Linked DNA regions of Sus scrofa: region 2 is linked to region 1. A link is a contact called in public HiChIP or PLAC-seq data. All regions are on one chromosome and are shown on one strand. Each heading gives the region's core, a stretch centred on a gene start, on an enhancer-like site or on the middle of the called end of the contact. The rest is flanking DNA. Distances are from core to core; before and after follow the strand shown. Region 1 holds the start of COASY (Coenzyme A synthase). Region 2 holds the start of CAVIN1 (polymerase I and transcript release factor).

Region 1 (5,537 bases), core at 249-2,748:
GAATAGATCTCCGCACCCACCCACCAGAACCTGCAAGTTTCTACAGAGGCCTTAACTGGGTTCAGTCACATATACTGTCCATGTTTATCACTGCCCTCTCAAGGCTGTGTCCTTGAAACAGCTCCCACTGTGGGAATGGTGGGCAGACCACCTTTCAAGGACAGGGGAGGCGTGAGTAGCCTCTGGCTGCCCATGTCCAGCTCAAGGCTGAACTGGCGGTCATGTCCACCAGATGACCTCCTCGAACAGTGACTCTGCAGGCATATGAGACTGTGTGTCCATATGTCTCAGGGAATTTCCTGAAAGTGTGCAGTTTGCGTCTTCAATTGGGTCCTGTAAAACTCAGCTTAAGATATCTTTGCGAAAATTGTGGTCTCAGAGTTCCCTCGTGCCTCACCACATTAAGGATCCAGCATTGTCACTGCTGTGACTTGGGTCAGTGCTGTGGCCTGGCTTCGATCCCTGGCCCGGGAACTTCCACATGCCACAGGCAAGGCAAAAAAAAAAAAGAAAAAAAGCTTGGCCTCAAGTCCTTAAGTCCTTATAACTCTTCCATCCTTGACTCTAGGATTAGATCCAGGTTCTGTGGGGCCAGAGGCATATACATTTGGGGAGACCTCTTTAGGAATAATACAAAAAAAAAAAACAAAAAACAAAAACAAAATTAAGTATGAAAGTGAGCATTTATTTAGTTTGGGAAAATAAACCACAGCACATTACTGCAATTTCCCAGATGGCAACTTGGCTTTGCTTCTCGAGGACGACTGCCAATTCCACCCTCTCCAGCGCTCATTAGGTAAACCCTTGCCACTAAGTCTCTCCTTTCTCCTGTTCACAAGGTCTACCTTCTGGCAGCTCTACTGAGCTCCCACACAGAGCTTTCCTGCTATTATCTCTGGAAAACTGGCGTATCACTAACTCTGGGTGATGTGGGGAGTACTGCACGGGAGCCACGGCACATGACCTCGGTCCTCACCTCCCTAAATATCCCTGGAACATACAGGACCTCAATTTCTCCATCTGTGAAACTGGGTGGTGGCACAGGGGTGTGTGTGGGGGGGACGGTTCTGTGATCTCGCACATGAGGATCCTAGACTGGGAGGACGCCAGTCGCTGGGCTGGGGACACCAAGCCCTAATTTAAGTACTACCCTATAACCTCCACCGCCGTCCCCGCGATTTATTAAGAGGGGAAGCCAGTTGTTAGTTCTACTTTAGCCGCTGTCTCCTGGGTGACCTAGCTAAAGCCAGTCTCTTCTCTCAGAGTCTGAAGGGCACCCGTGAAACGGGCTTTCCAGCCGACCTTGCTCTATTAGTCCAGGCACGTCAGATTCTCTAAATGTGGTCTCACGCCACCTCCCAACTACCGAGCTCCGCCTCTCTGCAAAGGCAGGCGCCCCGCTCCATGAAAAATCTCGCGAGAATCCCTCGACTCACCAAAGTTGAGATTTTTGGCCTTTTCCAGGTTCCGTAGCTCGGAGTCGCAGCGCCGGAACTAGTGTTAACGGGTCGCGGCGGGGGAAGACTCCGCGGTGGTGCACGCGGAACCAAAGTCCGGAGGTCTCAGTAAGTAGGGGACCGACCCGAACCTCAGCGGCCCCCTCTAGTCCCCTCCTCCGATTCCTTGAAGATATTGGTGATTATCAAGAGCGCCCAGGATTTCTGAATCCCCAGCCTAATGACTTAGCAGCTCCTGCCTATTTCACTCCTCCCAAGTTTTCGATTCAATTCTGCGAATTCACTGCTCCATCTGAGTTGATAAACCGAGATTTAGAGCGTAGCCCCGAGGCGCCGTTTCCTGGGCCCTGTCCCCTCCCCCGGGTCTCTCTCAGTCCGCCCTGAGACCCCGTCCCTGGTCCAAGTCCCCTCTCTTAGGTCCACGTCCCTCCTCTTAGGTCCAGGTCCCCCAGTTGTCTTCGGCCTCAGCCACATAGCTCTCAGTCACCCTCGCCTTGTCTCCTTGACCGTCCACAGGCCGGGCCATCATGGCTGTATTCCGATCGGGCCTCCTGGTGCTGACAACGCCGCTGGCCTCCCTGGTCCCTCGCCTGGCCCCCATCCTGACCTCGGCGGCCCGGCTTGTGAATCACACGCTCTATGTACACCTGCAGCCCGGCATGAACCTGGGGGGCCCGGCTCAGCCCCAGTCTAGCCCCGTGCAGGCCACATTTGAAGTTATCGATTTCATCACGCACCTCTATGCTGGCGCCGATCTCCACAGGCACCTGGACGTCAGAATTTTGCTGACCAATATCCGAACCAAGAGCTTTCTCCCTCCCCTGCCTAGCTCGGTCCAGAACCTGGCCCACCCACCGGAAGTAGTGCTGACTGACTTCCAGACCCTGGATGGAAGCCAGTACAACCCGGTCAAGCAACAGCTAGAGCGTTATGCCACCAGCTGTTACAGCTGTTGTCCGCAGCTGTCTTCGGTGCTGCTATACCCCGATTATGGGCCCGGAATGCTGCCTGTGCAGCCCCTAGATGTCCCTTTACCCTCCACCATCAGGCCGGCCTCCCCCGTGGCCAGGTCTGCAAAGCAACCAGTGCGTGGCCACCAGCGAGGGGCTGTAGGTGGCACCTTTGACCGCCTACACAATGCCCACAAAGTGTTGCTCAGTGTGGCCTGCATCCTAGCCCAGGAGCAGCTTGTGGTGGGAGTGGCAGACAAAGACCTGTTGAAGAGTGAGTGAGAGAGACCCTGGATTAGGGCAGTTTTACCCCCACCCCACCCCCAACCCCAGGCCAAGACTGAGGAAGAGTAGGGTGGTCCAGTACTTCCTGCCCCTTCGCACATGTAACCGTGCGTGGCACTCAGTTCATGCTGAGGACATTTTTTAAATGAATAAATGCAGCTTTCTAGGTGTGTGGTCTAGTCACCAATCAGGATTCCCCCAAATGTGGAGCCAAGGAATCTGCACTTTTATTTTTTTTTAATTTTTTGTCTTCTCTAGGGCTGCACCCGCAGCATATGGAGATTCCCAGGCTGGGGGTCTAATGAGAGCTGTAGCTGCCAGCCTCCGCCAGAGCCACAGCAACTCGGGATTCAAGCGGCATCTGCGACCTACACCACAGCTCACGGCAACGCCGGATCCTTAACCCACTGAGCAAGGCCAGGGATCGAATCTGCAACCTCACGGTTCCTAGTCAGATTTGTTAACCACTGTGCCACGATGGGAACTCCAGAATCTGCACTTTTAAACAAGTTCTCCAGGGATGGATCCTAAAATTTGAGACTCTGAACCTAGGTGGATGACTAGGTTGTAGGTTGCAGCGCCAGATACAGTAAGAGGACCATGGTGGATGGCGTGGCTCAGATGGCATGGAATTCTCCATCTGACTCTGATGCCTCCTGGCACTGCTAGTTCTCTGCACACACGCCAACCCTTGCAACACTAACGTGCTTGCCTGCTGTCTCCTCATAACTCTCCTGTCACAGGCCACTTCCCAGCTCAGCCCCTTCTCCCTGCCTCCACCTGCCCTCTGGAGATAGGATGCTTAGGGAAACTCTTTGCAAAACTAGCCCCCCACTCTTCCTCCCCGCTAAAAAGATCTCACTGTTCTGGGCTCCTTCCCCAGGCAAGTTGCTCCCTGAGCTGCTCCAACCCTACACAGAACGCGTGGAACATCTGAGTGAGTTCCTGGTGGACATCAAGCCCTCCTTGAGTTTTGATCTCATCCCCCTGCTGGACCCCTATGGGCCCGCTGGCTCTGACCCCTCTCTGGAGTTCCTGGTGGTCAGCGAGGAGACCTATCGTGGGGGGATGGCCGTCAACCGCTTCCGCCTTGAGAATGTAACCCCTGAGGGAGTCTGGCAGAGGGCGTGGATGGGGACGGGGAAGGCCCCTGGGGGCTGCTGGAAGTACCGTGACCCCAGAGGAGGGAAGAGAGGGCTCGAGGTGGTGGGAAGAGGTACGCGGAACGGGCTCCCAGCCTGCACTCTGAGGCAAGCTGTGCCTCGGGCGGGGAGGGGGGAGGATTAGGCCAGAGATTCGCCCTTCTTCCTCTCACCCCTTCTTCCCTCTCCTCCTCTTCCTTTACCTCAGGGCCTAGAGGAGCTCACCTTGTACCAGATCCAGCTGCTGAAGGACCTAAACCCCAAGGAAAATGAAGAGGACAAAGTCAGCTCCTCCAGCTTCCGCCAACAAATGCTGGGAAACCTGCTCCGGCCTCCACATGTAAGGCTGCCCTTCCTATGCCCGCTGGAGAGGAGAAACCCAAGGGTCCAATCCTGAGTCTAGGGACCCTAGTCACTGTGGGGTTCCCTCTTCTCTGCCCCTAGAAGAGGCCAGAGCTCCCCCCAGGTTGCTACGTGATCGGGCTGACAGGCATCAGTGGCTCTGGGAAGAGCTCAGTAGCTCAGCGGCTGAAGGGCCTGGGGGCGTATGTCATCGACAGTGACCAGCTGGGCCACCGGTCCTATGCCCCGGGCGGTCCTGCCTACCAGCCAGTTGTGGAAGCCTTTGGAACAGGTAATAAAGGGGCGCGCTGGAGGCCCCCTGAAGTGAGCAGATGGCCTGGCCTCCTTGCCCAGGTGTCTGTCTCTGTTGCCCAGATATTCTCCATAAAGACGGCACCATCAACAGGAAGGTCCTAGGCAGCCGGGTGTTTGGGAACAAGGTAAACACCCACCTCTCCAAGGGCTCTGCGGCCACCACTAGACTCAGAGCTCGGGACCCAGCGGACCTCTCTGGTCTGGCCCAGAAGGCCAGTTTCCACTCGTGTGTTCCCCCGCACCTCCGCCCTGGGGCGGCTCCATCTCCAAGGGAAGGTAAAACTCGGCCCACCCCTTCCATTCCCTTCCTCAGAAGCAGCTGAAGATACTCACGGACATTGTGTGGCCAGTTATCGCAAAGCTGGCCAGAGAGGAGGTGGATCAGGCCGTGGCTGAGGGTGAGTGGGCAGGGCGGTGGGAGGAGCCCGGGGAACAGCTAAGCAGACTCTCCCCTAGGAGCTGCCCCCACCCCAAATCAGACCACCCGCTTTCCCTGGGACTGCGTTTCCTTGGTTCTCTGACTGGGAGCAAGTGGCAGGGTGCTGCTGGCTTTCTCCCCACAGGAAAGCGTGTGTGCGTGATCGATGCTGCCGTGCTGCTTGAAGCCGGCTGGCAGAACATGGTGCACGAGGTGTGGACTGTTGTCATCCCCGAGACTGAGGTATCTGGACCCCACCCCAGTGCCAGCCCCATCGTAGACCGCATCCTGCTCTGAGCCAGGGACTGACAAATGCATCGTCTGCCCAGGCTGTACGACGCATCGTGGAGAGGGATGGCCTGAGCGAGGCTGCGGCTCAAAGCCGGCTGCAGAGCCAGATGAGTGGGCAGCAGCTTGTGGACCAGAGCCACGTGGTGCTCAGCACCTTGTGGGAGCCACATGTCACCCAGCGCCAGGTTGGTGCCCAAGGAAAGGCTGGGTTGTAGGGAAGGAGCCTCTGGTGGATGCCTCTCTGATCCTGTTCTCTTTTCTTTGGAACATTCTGGCCTGTCCAAAGGTGGAGAAAGCCTGGGCCCTCCTGCAGAAGCGCATCTCTGAGGCTCCATCA
Region 2 (5,683 bases), core at 418-2,917, 110 kb before region 1:
TAAGACTTCTAAGGAAAAAAAAGTGTGACAGTCGAGAAATGTACTGGATGTTCATAAGGTTCTGACTTTTATAACTTGATTAGGTTGTTTTCACAGGTGACATGTAAGGTACAAATTGCAAATAGAAATATAGCAAAAGATGTTTTCTTTCTACTTCTGTCTGCAGCAAATTAATTTCTGACTCAGGAGACAACAATTGCTACTGTTTTCTTGTGTAACTTCTAAACCAAGTCTCTGCACATCATGTATATAAAAGCACTACACTATGCTTTTTGTCAATTACCAATACATCTTGGAGGTTATTCTATCTCAGTATATATAGAGCCGCCTTGTTTTCTGGTATAGGGAGGTACTCTACTTATTTAACCAGTTCTCTATCAATGGACATATACAGATTACAATTTAAACCTCACTTGGTGTAGGAGAGCTGCTGAAGAGGAGTTTTAGTGCTTGATTTGTTTTTTGTTTGTTTTGTTTTGTTTTGGTTGCATGTTTCCTAAAAGGAATCAAGTCCATGCCATTCTGATTTTCTCATCAGGAAAGTATTTCTCTTCTTCAAAAAGGAATGTCCGTATTTATGGATGAGTCAAATTATGTCCCAGGGATAGTCTAGTGGCTATGTCTCTGACTCATCTGATGCCTCTTTAACAGACAATTTCACGGAAAGGGCCCTACCCCTGCATGCCTATGTCCAACACGTATTTGCATCAGTATTTCTTTCCTTTTCTTCTTCTTACTAAATGCCAGCCAAATCCAACAGGGGGCGTGCTGAGCCTTGGTGCAGTAGCTTTATCAACACCAACACCGACACCCAGAAATGGAGCCGAACAATCCTTCCTAGAGGACTGCAATCCAGTTCAGTGAAAATAAGCAGTTTCTCTTCATTTGGAACTGCTTTCAGTAGGCCATCGCTTGCATTCAGGGTTGATGCTTTGCATTTTCCATTGCTCACTCTATTTGCTGAAAGGCGCACTGTTCCATTGTGTGCTTTCAGCTGGTGAGGCAGTCTTTAAAAGGGATAGAGAGGTGGAAACAAACAACCCTTTGGCCCAGAAAAAGAACACCAGGATGCAACCCTGTCAGCAGCTGAGATCTCACAGCTCTCTGTTATGCTCCTCCATCCATCCATTTGTTCAGGAAAGTGTGACTGTTTACCACGAGCCAGCTGCTGGGCTAGGGAATTCAATAAAGCCCAGGAGTTCTTGTCCTGGCTCAGCAGAAACAAATCTGACCAGCATCCATGAGGACATAGGTTCAATCCCTGGCCTCTCTCAGGTGTTGCCATGAGCTCAGTGTAGGTTGAAGACGAGGCTTGAGTCCTGTGTTGCTGTGGCTGTGGTGTAGGCCAGCAGCTATGCTCCGATTTGACCCTAGCTTGGGAACTTCCATCAGCCGGGAGCAGCCATAAAAAGATTAAAAAAAAAAGAGGAGTTCCCGTCGTGGCGCAGTGGTTAACGAATCCAACTAGGAATCATGAGGTTGTGGTTTCGATCCCTGGCCTTGCTCAGTGGGTTAAGAATCTGGCGTTGCCATGAGCTGTGGTGTGGGTCGCAGACACGGCTTGGATCCCACGTTGCTGTGGCTCTCCGTAGGCCAGCAGCTACAGCTCTGATTAGACCCCTAGCTTGGGAACCTCCATGTGCCGCAGGAGCGGCTCTAGAAAAGGCAAAAAGACCAAAAAAAAAAAAAAAAAGGAAAGAGCAGTAGATGCATAAATAGTTTTGTTTTGTTCCTCCCCACCCCTGGCCCCTGGCCGCCACAAGGCATATGGAGTTCCCAGGCCAGGGGTCAGATCAAAGCCACAGCTGCGATGATGCTGGATCCTTTAACCCACTGTGTCGAGCTGTGGATCGAACCTGCGTCCTGGTGCAGAGACTCCGAGGATCCTGCACATCCTGTTGCACCACAGCAGGAACTCCAGTAGTTTCTGCGCAAAGGGTAAGGTGCTCCAGCAGCTCAGGGAAGGTGACCACTACTTCCTGGCAGAGTGAGGAAGGCTTCATGGGATACATCTTTGCCCCCCACCCACCCACCCACCCCCACTCCCGAGTGGTGACTCGAGGTGTAAAAGCCCAGGCTGGATGAGGTGGAGGCGTAGCCAGGCATTCTCATCTCTTACCATGGTTCTGCCATAAGTCTTTACCAATTTACATTTAGGGAGATTCATCAAGATATGAGGGGTGCAGCATGCAACATGTTCCATTCAGTGTGGGATCTGTGCTGGGGGAAACCCTAGGGAGACAGTGTGTTTTGTTAAAAACAAATGACTGGGATGAATGATGTGGCTTAACATCAGAGAAACCATCTCGAATGCAAAACAAGTCTTCAGCAGCGGTCTCACAGCTGCCACCAACAGCAGAGTGTTTTTCTCCCCAGATTTATAGGCACTATTCTTGTCCTTCTGACATATTTGAAAAGTGCCCAAATATTTGTATATTTCTCCTCCTCAAAAATTCCTTCCTTCTCCATTGAACATTAAAAAAATAGAATAGCTTTCTTGAACCAGAAAGCAATCAAGGAATTCCTGTTGTGGTACAGCAGAAACGAATCTGACTAGGAACCATGAAGTTGCAGGTTTGATCCCTGGCCTCGCTCAGTAGATTAAAGATCTGGCGTTGCCATGAGCCATGGTGTAGATCACAGACGAGGCTTGGATCCAACATTGCTGTGGTGTAGGCCAACGGCTGTAGCTCCGATTTGACTCCTCGCCTGGGAACTTCCGTATGCTTCGGGTGTGGCCCTAAAAAGCAAGACAAACAAACAAACAGAAAGCAATCGAAATTATTTATTAAGTGCTAATTTATGCATAGTTTGTGCTAGAAAACATTCAGAGGACACAGAATTTGCTGTGGGGTAAGAGCTTTGGTCTCAGAGAAGCAGTCATTCAGGCTCATACACATAAAAGTCAAGAAAGTAAACGAATGAAAATGCCATAAAACGTCTTTTCATCCTCTGTCTTCAACATGCACTGGTCTCATCCTAAAAAGCAAACAAAAACAAATCAAAACTGCCATCTTAACTGGTTTTACTTTCCTGCCTCCCCACGGTTGGGTCCATCTGTTTTCTCCTGTTCAGATTTCACTGTTTTCTAGAACTGTTGGTACATATCCCTTACCTCTAATTCAGTCCTTAAATTTCTGCAGTTTATCCAAACAGGTAGTTTCCTTTCTACTAAAAGAACACATAAAAGTCACTAATAAACTCCATGTTCTACCAGTTGTCTCTCCTTTTCCAGTTTTCCTGGAACTCTGCACAGCATCTAGCACTACTGACCAATTTGTCCTTGAGACTCTCTCTCTTGGCCTTTGTGGGGCTGTATTATTTTTATTTACAGTATTTCTTTTTCTTTTTCTTTTGGCCACACCCACAGCGTACAGAAGTTCCCAGGCCAGGGATCTAACTCTGCGAACAAAGCTACTGCATGCAGTGACAACTCCAGATCCTTAATTTGCCGAGCCACAAAGGAACTCCTACTTATAGTATTTTAATTTTTTAATTTTTATTTTATTTTTATTTTTTATTTTTTATTTTTTTAAGAGCTGCACCCCCGGCATATGGAGGTTCCCAGGCTAGGGGTTGAATCAGAGCTGCAGCCTCTGACATACACCACAGCCACAGCAACTCGGGATCCTAGGCACATCTTCGACCTACACCAAAGCTCACAGCAGTGCCGGATCTTTAACCCACTGAGCAAGGCCAGGTGTCGAACCTGCAACCTCATGGACGCTAGTCAGATTTGTTCCCACTGAACCACGACAGGAACGCCTAAATTTTTTTTTTTTTTTTTTTTTTTTTTTTTTTTTTTTTTTTTTTGTCTTTTTGCTATTTCTTTGGGCCACTCCCGTGGCATATGGAGATTCCCAGGCTAGGGGTCTAATCAGAGCTGTAGCCGCCGGTCTACGCCAGAGCCTCAGCAACACGGGATCCGAGCCGAGTCTGCGACCTACACCACAGCTCATGGCAATGCCGGATCGTTAACCCACTGAGCAGGGGCAGGGATCGAACCCACAACCTCATGGTTCCTAGTCAGATTTGTTAACCACTGAGCCACGACGGGAACTCCTAAAATTTTTTTAATTAAGTATATATATTTGGTTTACCATGTTCTGTCCATTTCTGCTCTACAGCAAAGTGACCCAAACATATATATATATATATATATATATATATACACATTCCTTTTCTCATATTATCTTCCATCATGTTCTATCACAAGTGATTGGATATAATTGCCTGTGCTGTACAGTAGGACCTCATTGCTTATCCATTCTAACTGTAATAGTTTGTCCCACTAACCCCAAACTTCCATCTATCAACCCCAAACAGTATTTCTTATCCCATTTGCTAACTTATTTTTTCTTTTTTTAATTGTCTTTAGAAAAAAAAAAACAAAACAGATTTTAGGGAGCTCCTTAGTGGTTTGGTAGGTTAAGGACCCAGCATTGTCATTGCTGTGGCAAAGGTTACTGCTGTGGCGAAATTTCGACCCCTGGTCTGGGAACTTCCTCAGGCCTCAGGTGCAGCCAAAAAAGAAAGAAAATAAAACAAAAACCAGATTTTAAAACAGCTCAAAAAAAGCAAAAAAAAAATCCCAGCAACAACCATTAAGCCTTTTTAAGATATAACTCACATACTATACAGTTCACCTATTTAAAGTACACCATTCGGTGAATTTTAAAACATTCACAAAGGTGGCAACTGTTAATCAATTTTAGAACATTTTCATCACCTGAAAAATAAAGTCTTTTGAAGAAAAAGCAACCCAGAGTTAGTAAACAGAGTTTTTACTAGAAAGGATCTTTGCAGCGGGGGAAAGGGACTATTGCACGGAGAGGAGGGGGTGTATTGTAATAAAGGAACGCTGTGACTGTCAGATCTTCAAGTGTGCAAGGACCAGGCAAAAAGGGGTTTTCTTTTACAGAGAGGAGTAAACAAAGCTAGAAGGAACCAGGAGCAGGGAAGGGATGGAAGGGTGGCATGATCAGGGAGCAGATCAGAAAACACTTTGCCCTGAAGCCAGCCTGTCCTCAGCACCAGTTGTGTGCTGGCCGGGGCTGAGAGTGGGCCAAAAAGGTCAGGGACCTGGAAGCAGAGGAGTTTAAGCCAAATTTTGTTAATACGCGTTTGGTTCCGAGTGATCGGTAGGGATGAGCTGTTCATTTCATTTCTTTTTTCTTTTCTTTTTTTTTCTTTTTAGGGCCACACTTGTGGCATATGGAAGTTCCCAGGCTAAGGGTCAAATTGGAGCTCCAGTTGCTGGTCTGGCCTATGCCACAGCCACAGCAATGTGGGATCAGAGCCGAGTCTTCAACCGACACTGCAGCTTGCAGCAACACCGGATCCTTAACCCACTGAGCAAGGCCAGGGATCAAACCCATGTCATCGTGGGTACTAGTCAGGTTCGTAACCTGCTGAGCCACAGTGGGATCGCCTCATTTTAATTATTTAGGAGGCAAATATGGCAATGAGGAGGGTCTGTGTCTGTTCTTGTCATAAATAAACAAGAGAGGCATCCGTGAGTCATAGGGAGAAGGGTGGTTCTTTGCAGAACCGAAAAAAGGGAGATTCCTTTAAAACTCAGTGTTTTCCAGGAGCACAGGACTGAGGTTACAATTCAGTTTTTCACCCCATACCCACAAGCTGTCACTCCCCATTCTAGTCCCCGACTAATCTACTCTCTGTC

The links. HiChIP or PLAC-seq counts read pairs in DNA pulled down with a chosen protein or histone mark.
Region 2: a contact with region 1 is called in an H3K27ac HiChIP or PLAC-seq map of alveolar macrophages. The contact joins the promoter of CAVIN1 here to the promoter of COASY in region 1. A contact is called at or near these places in 3 of 5 promoter capture datasets (fetal liver, fetal skeletal muscle and liver), 6 of 47 Hi-C or Micro-C datasets (embryonic fibroblasts, fetal liver, heart right ventricle and 2 more) and 2 of 2 datasets of contacts at active chromatin or transcription factors (alveolar macrophages and skeletal muscle).

What each region holds. Positions count from the first base shown.
Region 1 is chr12:20,258,693-20,264,229 of Sscrofa11.1, reverse strand. It overlaps COASY (Coenzyme A synthase), which reads left to right and starts at 1,498. Exons shown (of 10, transcript NM_213789.1): 1 at 1,498-1,565; 2 at 1,974-2,681; 3 at 3,576-3,790; 4 at 4,043-4,174; 5 at 4,279-4,468; 6 at 4,552-4,616; 7 at 4,805-4,889; 8 at 5,055-5,152; 9 at 5,239-5,385; 10 at 5,487-5,537. The coding sequence starts at 1,985.
Region 2 is chr12:20,368,460-20,374,142 of Sscrofa11.1, reverse strand. It overlaps CAVIN1 (polymerase I and transcript release factor), which reads right to left and starts at 1,667. Exons shown (of 2, transcript XM_021066983.1): 1 at 1-1,667.